Regions from separate parts of the Sus scrofa genome. Here region 1 is linked to region 2. Evidence: chromatin contacts called from public targeted proximity ligation data. All regions are on one chromosome and are shown on one strand. The core of a region is the stretch at or near the end of the contact, and the rest is flanking DNA. Distances in the headings are between cores, read along the strand shown.

Region 1 (2,833 bases), core at 51-2,550, 82 kb after region 2:
ACTGTGGCCAGAACTAGTCCTGCATGAAGCAAAGAAACCATTCCCATTGTTTGCTTTGCCTCTATGATGTCACCCAGAGAATGTGATTGCTTGGAGCACTTGTTCTTAGAAATAGCTGTATCTAACTCCTCCTCTACCCCTACTCCCCCAACAATTGCCGGATGGGGTGGAATGCCCAGTTCCATGGAGTCTGTGAGCAAAACCTGGTGTTGAGTGGGGCCACCTCTGGGGCCCAGGTGGTCAAAGAGCAGAAAATTCACCTTGATCTTCTGCAGATGGGAGTCTGAAACATTGGCCAGCACTTGCCCAGCATTCCAGGTAGCCCTCCCTGTTTGGGGCTGGATCCAGCTCCCCCTGTCCTTCCTGGAAAAGCACAAGCACCTCTTAGGCCAGCAGGCAAAGGCCTGGCTCTTTGCCTCCAGGGAAGGGAGTTTAGCTTCGTGGCAACCTGTGTTCCTAGGGGCCTGGAGCTTGGGGCATACAAGGCTTCCAGGAACAGAGGGGGTGTTAAGTGGGCCTATGACCTTAGGTGATCTGAGCCTCCATACTTGGCACCCACAGACCCAACAAGGGGCTGGAACCAGGTTGGCACAGGCGCAGCTGCCACGTCAGTGATGGAGTCACACATCTGGTCCTTCTTTAGGTCAGTTCACCTCCCTTGGCGGCACATGCCTCTTCCAACCTATGTGCTCCCTCCCAACAAAGGCTATTAATAGGTATGAGTCTTGTCTCACATCCCAAGCACCCCCCCCCCATTTTATTTTTTTAGGCACATGGCCTGGTGTGCAGAATTGCTCTCTCCCCTGCACTGTGGCAGCACCTTCACCACAAATGTTTCAGCAGAGGCTGAGGGTCTTATCAGAAATTGAAAACTAAACACAATGTGAATCCTTAAGAGAGTTGTTTTTGGTCTGTGTTTTTCCTTGCATGTCCCTGGGTCTCTGCCAATTTAGAGTCAGAGGCAACGCGTCACGTGACATCTTTTCAAATTGGGCTCTGGCTGCCGCTGCCTTCCCTGCCTGCTGCCCACCTGCCTGCTCTAGAGGCGGGGGTGGGGGAGGGTGCTCCAGAGAGCACACAAGCAAGAACTGAAATATGTGACTGGACTTGGTCCTAACAGAGGCAATTTTATTACCCTAAATGTCTTGGAATCCCTGTTGCCTCTGGCTCCGTCATTCCCCGGCAGTCGTCTGCAGCCAGCCTTGGCGTCCTTCTGCAAGTGGCTGTGACGTGAGTCACGGGGGCAGTCTCCAGAGAGGCTGACCCTGAGGTGGGCACAGAGTGACGGCCGCTGGGCCCCCTGGGGCTTGTGATGGGGAGGAGGGCGAGCCCTGAGAGCACCGGTCGGGCCAGGCCAGGCCCCATCAGAAATGGCCCGGTGACTGTGGGCAGGGCCTGTAATATCAAAACCAGACGTTGCCTGAGGATGGAAAGAACACGCTGGGTTCTTTCTCACAGTCCTTTTCATTTAGGAAAAGAAGCAATGAGGTCCAGAGGCATAATTCTTTCCCTGTGTGAAAGACTTCTCGCATCCAGTGAAGGAGCCGCAGGCATACTCTGTGGCGACTGATTAATGTCACAAACAAAGCATACTTTATTTTTATTAGAATTGGCCAATTAAAATGTTCTGTACAAGGCAAACACTTCATCATGAAATAATCAAATTAAAAAATAAATAAGCTCCATCCTACATGGACCCCCAGCTGCCATATACAAATAGAAGGACATTAGCTCTAAAGTAAATAAGATAAATAGTCATAGGATACTCTAATAGGTCCAGTGGAAATCACCTTTGTCCTGGGCCCCTTTATACTGTGGACTTTAGGCCCTCATTGAAAGAGAACTTGATGCTCAGATCTCCAAATCACATTCCAGTGGAAGGGTGGGCTGTTCAGAGTCTAAAACAATGGCTGAGGAGCAGAGGCCAGCCAGGTGGCCTCTTTTCTGCCCCCACCCCAGGCCTTCTTACATTTATTTCACCTGGAGATATGGAAGCAGGTAATTTAAAGGGCAAAAAAACCACGTGGCCACAGAGCAGCAGCATAGGAATAACATTGGAGTCTGAGGCCAGCAATGTGGCCAAAGTCCTCTTTGTACCAAGAAGAGGCAATTTCCAACCTAGTCTTAGACTACATTTTACCATGGAGTTGCTGGTTAAGTGGATTGGATTAGTTTAAGCTTCTGAGTTAGAAAACAAGCCTTCTGAGGGCAGAGTTGAGGCCACCGGTGACACATATACGATAGGCATATGGCCACTACTCTGCTCCACAGGCAGTTGATCACTGCACTCCTTTCTTTCAGATTCCAGCTTCCCAGCACTCTAGGCAGCGTGTGCCAATCAATTATGTTTAGCCTTTGAGATGAAAATTATTTACTAACCTTGGTTCGTCTCTATGTTCTGAAAATTTTGTATGAAGGAGTAGACAGAACACAGGCATTGGAGCCAGACACCTGTATGGGTTAGGTGCCTTCAGACTAACCATTTAACTGCTTTGAAGATGTGTCTAGTAAAGGGGGAAGGCCACCTAACTCAGAGTGAATAGAAAGATTGGCATAATGCGTGTAAAGTGCTCAGTATCACTCCCAAGACATAGTAGGCTTTTAATAAATGGTAGTTATCATTATCATGGTATTTTCAGGCTACTGATTTTGACAATAGAATTAATGATGACATTTCCATTGAAAGAGGGAAAGTATAATATTATACATTAGATTGAACCATGTGAAATTGATAATTATTTTGACCTACAAAAACAAGAATTTCTTCTTGTTCAGTGTAATACATGACTTATATTGTTTACTTGTTCTAACTTTGTCAAATTCTTTCCTTCAA
Region 2 (2,706 bases), core at 48-2,547:
AACTATTTTCAAACGACATTACTTTCTAAATTAGGGTTTTTTTTTTTTAAATGAATTAGCAACACAATAAAGAATGATTTGAAAGAAAAGCTGTTTTACCGTCCCAGAAACCTAACTTGAGAAAAAGGAAGTATTAAAAGGCAGGTGTTTTAAGTTTTGAAAGTAGTACATGCAAGCGCCTCTTAATTCACATTTGCACCTGCATCTTTGATTTGCAAAAATTGATGCGTAAAATTTCAAAATAGCAAAATGTAAGTTTTGTTACATTAACATGTGGTTTTGTGCTCTATGCAGTAGAGCATGTTACCTTGCAAATTTGGATCCTTTAGCATTTCTAATCATTACTGTAATTAATCTACTTTAATAAGAGTTAAACTGAGCAGTTCGTACTTGTAACTGCTAGAAGCTCCTCCCCAGCAGTTCCTTACTCCTCCCCTCTCTCCTGCGAAGGAAGATAACCTTCTCCTGTTGACTACCGCGCTCGGTTATCTGCGCGTAATTCCCAGTCCATTCCTGTCTTCCCGCATTCTTCTCCGGGATCACGGCTCCTTCACTGCGCACCGCAGTTATTTCCTGCAGAACCGGGTAGTGGATTAAGCTCTTTGAAGACCAGCCGCAGACCCTGTTTTTTTCCCTTTTCCATTCCAAGCACGTGTCTACCTGAAAACTTTTTCCACCTGTCACACTCTTGCTCGGTCTTGATGTTCAGTTTCCTGCTACAGAATCTTGACTACCAAGTTTGGGCCAAAAGAGCTCTCATTTTTGCTTAAACAATAACGGCCGCGCAAATTTTATAGTTAGATTTGTCTCAAATCCGAAGACCGCGCCTCCTAACAGGAGGGATGCACCCCAGGAGTGAGCAGCTGTGGCCGAGAGAAGGGTGCGGGGACAATCCCTGACAGGACAGCTCAACCCCCAGGGACAACAGTGCCGCATCCCGTTAAATTTGGGCTCAGGCCGCGTTTCCGGCCAGATAGCCTCTCCGCGAGCCTGGAACTTGCTTTCCCAGTAGGCCCCGCGCGGCCTTCGGCGCCCCGCCCCCTCGCGGTGCGGCGCTGGGCGCGCTCCGGGTCCTGTCATAGCTAGACCCGCGAGCCCCGCCTGCGGCCCCACCCCCTCGCTCCCAGCTCCTTCCCCCGCTCCCGCGAGTTCCAGTCCCGGCTTCCAGCTCCCCAGCCCCGCCCTCAGTCGCGCGCGCTCTCCCGGCCCCGCCCTCGTTCCCCCGCGTGCCGCCGCCACAGCCAATGAGGTTCCGGGCCGCGTGCGCAGATTCAAACGGCGGCTCTTGAGGGAGGCTGGGCGCGAGATTCGGCGGTGCGGACAAAACCCTGCAGGAGGCTGCGAGCCCTGCAGAGCGGCTCGCTGCGGGGAGAGGGCGGGGGTCGGCTCCCGCGGCGGAGCCGCGCTGGGACCGCGGCAAGGAGGTTGAGAGGCAGGGGGAGCGGCCAGCGGAGGGCAGGAGCGCGCCTGCTGACATGTTGGGGGTATCCCTGACCGGGCCAGGCCGGGGCTAGGAGCGGCGCTGCGGGCCGGGGGCGGGTCTCGGTCCGCCCCTCCGTCCTGCTCTGCCGGGAACTTGAGTTCCGCACTCGGTCGCCTCGGAGCGTGAGCGAGTGAAGCGGCGGGAGGGTTGGGGAGAAGGAGCATTCGCCTGAGGCTGGAGGAGGCTGAACTGCGTCCCCGCCCAGCCTGCGCCTATGCGGTACTTGAAGGATGGCGAAGAGGTCGCGCAGGTGGGTGACATCCCCTTCTCCAGGCCTGTCGGCACAGTCTCGGCTCAGATCATCCTGCCTTTCCCGCCGCTTCCCCACCAGGCCCTGCCTAGCCCGGGCCGAGGTTATCCTGCCCGCTGCTCCACAGCCGCTTCGGCACGCTGGCCGGAGCGCAGCTGTGACGTGTGGAGAGTCGGGGACCGGTGTGTTTAAGACTCACGAAGTGAGCAACAGATGCCCGGGTTGCTTCCTTGAGTCCCTTCTCCCCCCCCAGCGCACGTCCGGACCCACAATCTCTCGCGGCAAGTTCTTGGTGGGAGTTTCTTGGCAGGTAAGTCTGTGTGCTTTCAGGGAGTCCGCTCCTCTGGTGAGGCTGGGGTACTGACCTGGCCGGACGACCTCAAAGTGGCATTCAGAGGGCCTCTTTTTCTCTGAATTACTGGACCTGTTAAAAATAGGAACTCTTGTGTTAAATATAGGTGGGGACCCCTCGGCCATCTCTGCCACCTTGAAAGGTATGGAAATCCTCTGAGGAATCATGAGTAGAGAGGCTCTTTTTGATGTTTTCTGTAATTACCATCCTCATGGTTTTAGTGTTATGTGTATATATATATATATATATATGTATTTAATATCCTCTACTGGGAGATGTCACACTGTTACCGCCAGTAGCTTGATCTTAAAATAAAACAATGTGTTTGATTCACTTAATATTTTGTGTGTCTACGGAAGTGTTGCACAGAGACAGGACATGGCTTTTGTTGGAAACTTGCTAGATTGAACTTATGCATGTCATCTTTGTTAATATGTCACTACAGTAGCTACTCCTAAATTGTGTGTAGTAATCACTTAGATGACAAAAAACTAGGGCCCTTTTTGTCAGGATTATTAAATAAACATGAAGAGAAGTTTGACAGGATTTCCAAATGGTTTTTATTTACCTAGATCCATAGCCTCAAAGTCTTAACTGGAAGTGTATTTCCTAAATTGAATT

What was found.
Region 1: a contact with region 2 is called in a targeted proximity ligation map of skeletal muscle. A contact is called at or near these places in 1 of 5 promoter capture datasets (liver), 19 of 47 Hi-C or Micro-C datasets (alveolar macrophages, brain, embryonic fibroblasts and 9 more) and 2 of 2 datasets of targeted methods (alveolar macrophages and skeletal muscle).

What each region holds. Positions count from the first base shown.
Region 1 is chr4:68,200,646-68,203,478 of Sscrofa11.1, forward strand. C4H8orf46 reads right to left here. Exons shown (of 6, transcript XM_003125610.4): 6 at 1,571-2,833. Among named protein-coding and RNA genes, the nearest start is that of C4H8orf46, 23 kb to the right of the region's middle.
Region 2 is chr4:68,118,781-68,121,486 of Sscrofa11.1, forward strand. It overlaps MYBL1 (myb-related protein A), which reads left to right and starts at 1,298. Exons shown (of 16, transcript XM_021089286.1): 1 at 1,298-1,733. The coding sequence starts at 1,714. It overlaps LOC106510063 (a long non-coding RNA gene), which reads right to left and starts at 1,001. Exons shown (of 2, transcript XR_001308193.2): 1 at 661-1,001; 2 at 257-573.